2 separate regions of the Mus musculus genome follow, and region 1 is linked to region 2. The links are chromatin contacts, called in public HiChIP or PLAC-seq maps. All regions are on one chromosome and are shown on one strand. The core of a region is the stretch at or near the end of the contact, and the rest is flanking DNA. Distances in the headings are between cores, read along the strand shown.

Region 1 (3,174 bases), core at 595-3,094, 560 kb before region 2:
TCTCCACCTCCCGGCTCCCCTCCCTCTCACCCCAGACCCTGCATCTAATTCCATCGCGTTTCTCAGGCTGCATCCTGAAGATGAGTTTGCAGGAATAATTTCCTGAGTCTTTTACTTCCAAAGCTGGAGTAGGTGTGCATCTGGTTCTCTGCCCCACAGGAGACAAAAAAAAAAAAAAAAAACCAGACCCTGAATGTGGGCAGCAGCTGGCTACACAGATTGAGCCCACTGCCCCGAAGAGATGCCCTTCCCAGGGGTGGCAGCAGAAAAATCTGGCACAGCTGGCTGCCACGTTGACAGTGCAGAAATCTCTGCCCTTCAGCCACTGGCTGCCTGGGTTATCAGGGGACAGGCAGGTGGTATATCTTCCCCAGGATCCAGCTTCACCGAAATCCTGAAAGCCTTTGTTCCCAAGACTCCTATCAGGATGTGGCTCTGAGCTAGACCAGGGGGCTGGGGTCACCTTCAAGAGACCACCTGTGAGCAGATGGGTGGTTGGTTCTATTTTGTCCTGACACTCAGTTCGTCTGACTTCTAAGTGTGGTGTGGCAGATGCAAGAACCGGAGAGGAAGGTGTGTTCTTATACTGGGAGCGTTTAATCCCCCAAGGACTGCTCCCATGTTGAAGATGAGGAAGAATGTTAGCCTCCAGGCAAGGGTTAGCCTGCTCCTCTTCCTCCTCCTCCGAGGCTTTTCTCTCTCAGAATGCCGCCACAGATTTAAGGCAGACTGAGGGACCAGGATATATCCTCTCAGATGGCCTGGGCATCAATACCGCTCAGAGCTCTCTTCTAAGAATGAAGCCAGGGATAACGATAGGGCTCTAAGTGAGGCCACCTCCACCCTCTTCACCATGCCAGCATCTGAGGGCAGCCTCACCTTGCTCTGAGCACCCTGGGCCCTGGTTAGATGAAGCAAGGAGGGATTAGAGAAAAGAAGATCTCTGCAAAGGGAGAGCTGAGTCTACAGCTAGAGGCCAGCCTTGCGATCTCTTCTTGGTAGGAGTGTGATAGTCAACGATTGGAACGGGAATCCGTTCTCTCCACCATGTGGGGTATGTGGTGGCAAAACGCCTTTCCCTGCTGAGCCATCTTGCTGACCCTTATTAAATGAAAGGGCATGGGTTAGATGGGTAGACCAGAAGATGAATAGGTAGATGGATAGGTGGGTATGAAGGTGAATGGGGGCAGTGTGTGTGTGTGTGTGTGTGTGTGTGTGTGTGTGTGTGTGTGTGTGTGTGTGTGTGTGTGTGTGTATGAATGGGAGAGGGGATGAATGGGGCTGGGGGCAGGAATGAATGAAATGATCCACACTCAGGCCCCTTCCTTCGGCCTGAGCCCTACCCCAGGGTCTTATCTTTATCTCCCAGGCTGAGGAATCCACAACCAAATTCCCAGCACAACCAGGCTCTCTCTACAGCCACTGGGCTCAGACATCCCTCCTGGGGGAGGGGCAAAATACAGCCAGGACAGGAAGCTTGCAGGAGAAAGAGAAGCCTTCCCCTCCCACGACTTACAACCTTTCAAGGCCTGGAGGGGAGGCAGGGACATTAGACAATCAATGCAGAGAGAGGAAATGACCCCACAAAGGAGCCCCACCACCACCTCGGCGGCGGAAGAGGCACATGTGGGAGCCTGGCAGCTGGAGGGGGAGGTGGCAGCCTCGTCACAGCCAGATGTGGCCTCTCAGCATTCCAGAGGAGCCAGCGCTAGGACCACGTGACAGATGAGAAATCTCGGCTGACCACTGGGGGTGGGGTGGGGGAGGCAGCTTTAAAGCCAGCCTAGTCCGAGCTGCTGGAACCAGGCCAGTAGTTCTGCCTCTTGCATGAGCTCAAAATGACACACAGAAGCAGGAAGAAGCCCACAAAGTCTAGCTACGGAGAAACGGAAACCCAATCTGAAGCCGCTGACAGAGGGGCTGACTCATGGGTCTTTCATATCCTGTGCAGTCAGAGAAAGGCTCAAAGGCCCCAGAAGAAAGTGGGTGCAGCCCCAGCAAATAATTAGAGCATCACAGACAACCCCGGGCCCATGGGGAGTCCATCCCAGAGTCCCCAGACTGTACAGACAGAAGCAGAAATGAAGACATTCAGAAAGGAGACACTTTTATGCCCCCCTTGATTTGACTATCAGACTACGGAAACAATGAACCTCAAGAAATGGAACCCCCCCCCCCCCAAGGAATCTCATAACAGCGCAAGGGAAAAGGCGACAGCCAAAAGGGAACCTGGTCTCCTGGAAAAGGATTCCACACAGTTTTAACCAATGAGGGTGAAGCCAGACGATGATAGGTCAGTGGCGGGGCAGAACCGCACTCTGTCCAAGGCTGGATAGATGCTCAAACCCATGGCTATTTAAACACTTCCCCTCGCTTCGAGCCCCCAAGAGTGACTTGAGGGGGTCATTGTCCCTCTCCCCAGTGTGGCCACACTGAGAACGTCTTCCTCTCTCACACTATTAATCTGGCTGTTTTAATTAGCTGCTCAAGAATGGCTTCTTCGGGTATAGACAGCGACTCCAAGTTTGGTAACATTCCAACGCCTGTTCCCACATCCCCCGGCTGTGATATCCCAGGCGAACTCATCGCCCTTTGTGAGTTGCTTTTCTATATTCCCCATTTCTGAAGATAGTTGTGGGAACCACTCTGCAAGTAGAGGAAGAGGAGGGTGAAGAAGACCCCAGCGCCGAGACAGGGCTGAGCATCGGATCCTGCACTTCAGCTCAGTCTAGCTCCAAGTGCAGGCCAGGCAGGCAAGGGCGCTGGGCGGGAGCCTCAGGGTGGGGTGGGGGTGGGACAACAAGAATGGTCCCGCCTGGCAGCAGGCACGCCCAGGCCGACTCACTCAGGTGATGGGAAACAGGCGCAGGTGAGGCTGGGCTGGAGCCCTCAGTGGAAAACTTCACTCTGGGCCAAGCGTGGGCCGGGGCCTGGCCCTGGCCCTGGGTGGGGGTGGACGGCAGCTTCCTTTCCTGTGGTCTGCCTAAGCCTTCTCTGTTCCAGCCCACTCACCAAGGGGAAGTCATCCCACTACCCTGGGGCAGGACCAGGTATGGGCAGACAAGGGGCTTCCAGCAGAGCAGAGGTTCAGCCAAAGGCCCTTATGTGCTAGACAGGAGCGTCAGCAGAGACCAACCAGGGAGCCTTGGGCCACACAGCCCAGGGCTGGTTCTT
Region 2 (2,986 bases), core at 453-2,952:
CACCTCCTCCTTTAGGAAAAGTTTAGGACCAAGTGACCCTGGAAGGTGAGCAGAACACCTCCATCCTACCATGGGCATTCAGCCTCAGAGACCTACAAATGCTGTCCTGGGACACACAGCGAGTACCATGTAGGGTTTGGGTCTTTTTACATTCCATCCCCTCCTTCCTTTCCACACTTCCCTTTGTGATCTGATACAATTTTTAATCAAGTATGTTTTGACAACTATGGTGTCTTCCAAAATTGAGTTATTACAAACAGATCACAGGTACCCACAAAGATGACTACTTTCAGTTTGGTGGGTGCAAGAGGCACCATGTGATGACTAGGCTGAGGTGCGTAGGTACCACGTGTCAAACAGAAGTGTATGAACAGAGCCAAGTATATGAATAGATAGTCAAGAAGGAGAAAGAGGGGCTCATGACCTATTAAAGTTTCCATCTGATAGTTTTCATTACTAGGGATGGAACCAAGGGCCTTGTATACTAGGCGAGCACTTTGCTACAGAGCTATTTCCCTAACCTTTGGATTTTTAACACACACTGTGGTGGTTTGAATGAGAATGGCCCCATAGGCTCACATATTTGAATATTGGCCGTTAGTGGAACTGTTTGAGGAGGATCAGGAGGTGTGGCCTTGCTGGAGGAGGTGTGGCCTTGCTGGAGGAGGTGTGGCCTTGCTGCAGGAGGTGTGGCCTTGCTGCAGGAGGTGTGGCCTTGCTGGAAGAGGTATAGCCTTGTTGGAGGAGGTGTGGTTTGTCACTGCGGGTGGGCTTTGGTGTTTCAAAAGCCTTGTGTTTGTGGATTGAGGTGTGAGCTCTCAGCAACTGCTACAGCGCCACCTCTGCTTGCCTGCAACCATGCTCCCGAGTGTGACGGTCATAAACTCTAACCCTTTGGAACTGTGAGTCTCAAGTTCAATACTTTATTTTATAAGTTGCCTTGGTCATGGTGTCTCATCACAGAACAGGCCCGACCAGGCTACTCTTTGGAGGAAAGAGGAAGACTTTGGGATTTTGGACTAGGAAGGTGGCCAAATGCTATAAGCTGTGCTTACTGGGCCATCCTAGTAGAAGCTTGGAAGACAATAGTTGTTGAGGGAAATGTGAACAATGGAGGCCCAGCTCGACAGATATCACAGGGGAACAATATTAGCAACAGGGCTAGAGAACATTCTTATGCTCTAGAGTTTTCTACTAATTTCATTGGCTGGTGTTTATATTTTGATACACAGGGTCTTGGCTTTCCCATCAGAAATGTAATTTATTTATGGACAAGGTCTCACATTGCTTAGATGGCCCCAGATTCACTATGTAGCCAAGGCTGGCCTCCCACCTCTCAGGTGCTGGGATTCTAGGCATGAACCCCATGGGTCCTTCATTGAGGGCGTGTCACTTGGGAATACAATTTCTGGTAAACTGAGGACTGCAATCTAGTTGGGACTAGATGGACTGATTATGAGCATGCGCATACTTGAGTAAAGGCAGTTTTCCCTGCTCTGCAGTAAACCATCCACCCTCAGTGGCTCTCGGTGAACAGTGTTTCTTCCCAAGAGTCTACTAACCAGGCATAGCTGCTCCCTGAAGCTCAGGCAGGACTCACTTCTGGAAAATTCTCAGGCATTAAACTCCCTCTCCCACCTTGGCTCTTCTCTCAGATTTTGCATTAGGCAACCAAGGAACTTCCTCATTCCCGTTTTCCACTTCCTTACCCCCACAAAGGCATTGTGGGCAATTTCTGCAAATAGATCTTGCTGTGGTTTCTCTCTTCCTCTGTCTAAGCTGTTACTGAAGCACCAGGCATGGATTTCACACCCTGCCTTCTCATGTCCAGAAATTTCATTTGATTTATATTCAAATCTCTTGTTATTCTATCTATCTATCTATCTATCTATCTATCTATCTATCTATCTATCTATCTATCTATCTATCTATCTATCTTTGGTTTTTCTAAGACAGAGTCTTTCTGTGTAGCCCTGGCTGTCCTGGAACTCACTCTGTTGACCAGGCTGGGCTTGAACTCAGGGAACCTCTTGCCTCTGCCTCCCAGGTGCTGGGATTAAAGGTGTGCACAGCTATCATCAGGCCCATTATTTTTTTTATTTTTCTAGTGTCTTGTTAATCTGTTGGGTTTCTTCTATCTTTTTTCTTTTCTGAGAGAATCTCTATATAAAACCCAGGCTGGCCTAGAACTCATGGCCCTCCTGCTTCAGCCTCTTGGGTGCTGGAGTCAAAAGGCTGTGCTGCCACCCCTCCGGCCTTCTCCTTTTTTTTTTTTTTCCTTCTTCTTTCCTTATTAGATATGATTGACATGAAACTTGATTTGTAGACCAGATTGGCCTCAAACTCAAGAAGAGCTGCCTGCCTCTCTCCCAGTGCTTGGATTAAAGGCGTGTGCCACCCTATGCCATGCCATGCCACCTCTAGCTCCTCTCTACTCAGCTGCAGTTTTTAACCTATGTTTTAAACAACTGTAACATACTGATTTTCTAAGCATGAGGTCTGAGCCGGATGCCTCAGCCTCGAAGTGCTGGGTCACAGGCCTGGACCCTCCCATTACCTCGCATCACCTCCCAACACCTCCCATCACCTCTTCTCTTCTGTTTTTGTTTCTCTACTCCTTGGAAGCTCAGCTCAGCACTTCAAGGAGAATCTGCTGCAACTTAATTAGCGTTTATGGGGTATCTGTAATGGGAGAATTTACACTGCTAATTAGTGGAAAAGCTAATTAGTCTGCACAATTGCCACACTAGAAATATGCTAATATAGACCTATTTCTGCCTGCCCCCTCACTTTCTGGGTCTCTCGCTCTTTCTTTTGCTCTCTCTTTTAAGACAAGAGCTCATCTGTACCTCAGGCTGGCCTGGAACTCCTTGTGTAGCTCAGGCTGACCTTGAGTTTGTGCTAATTCTTCCTACTGAGTGCAAGCATTAGCTACGGCAACCAGTATTCTATCTATCTATTCACCCACCCACCCATCCATCCATCC

What was found. HiChIP or PLAC-seq counts read pairs in DNA pulled down with a chosen protein or histone mark.
Region 1: a contact with region 2 is called in an H3K27ac HiChIP or PLAC-seq map of microglia, with 6 times the contacts expected there. The contact joins two enhancer-like sites. A contact is called at or near these places in 1 of 484 Hi-C or Micro-C datasets (the G1E-ER4 cell line) and 1 of 115 datasets of contacts at active chromatin or transcription factors (microglia).

What each region holds. Positions count from the first base shown.
Region 1 is chr4:139,597,766-139,600,939 of GRCm38.p6, reverse strand. All of the region lies in intron 1 of Iffo2 (intermediate filament family orphan 2), which reads right to left. Among named protein-coding and RNA genes, the nearest start is that of Aldh4a1, 24 kb to the left of the region's middle. RefSeq lists an enhancer at 1-3,174. Within about 2 kb of position 1,844, at least 322 of the 459 cell types and tissues checked have an H3K27ac peak or open chromatin away from gene starts, as enhancers often do. A contact at or near this core is called in microglia, where this site is marked.
Region 2 is chr4:139,042,522-139,045,507 of GRCm38.p6, reverse strand. All of the region lies in intron 14 of Tmco4 (transmembrane and coiled-coil domains 4), which reads right to left. Among named protein-coding and RNA genes, the nearest start is that of Gm33214, 25 kb to the right of the region's middle. Within about 2 kb of position 1,702, at least 13 of the 459 cell types and tissues checked have an H3K27ac peak or open chromatin away from gene starts, as enhancers often do. A contact at or near this core is called in microglia, where this site is marked.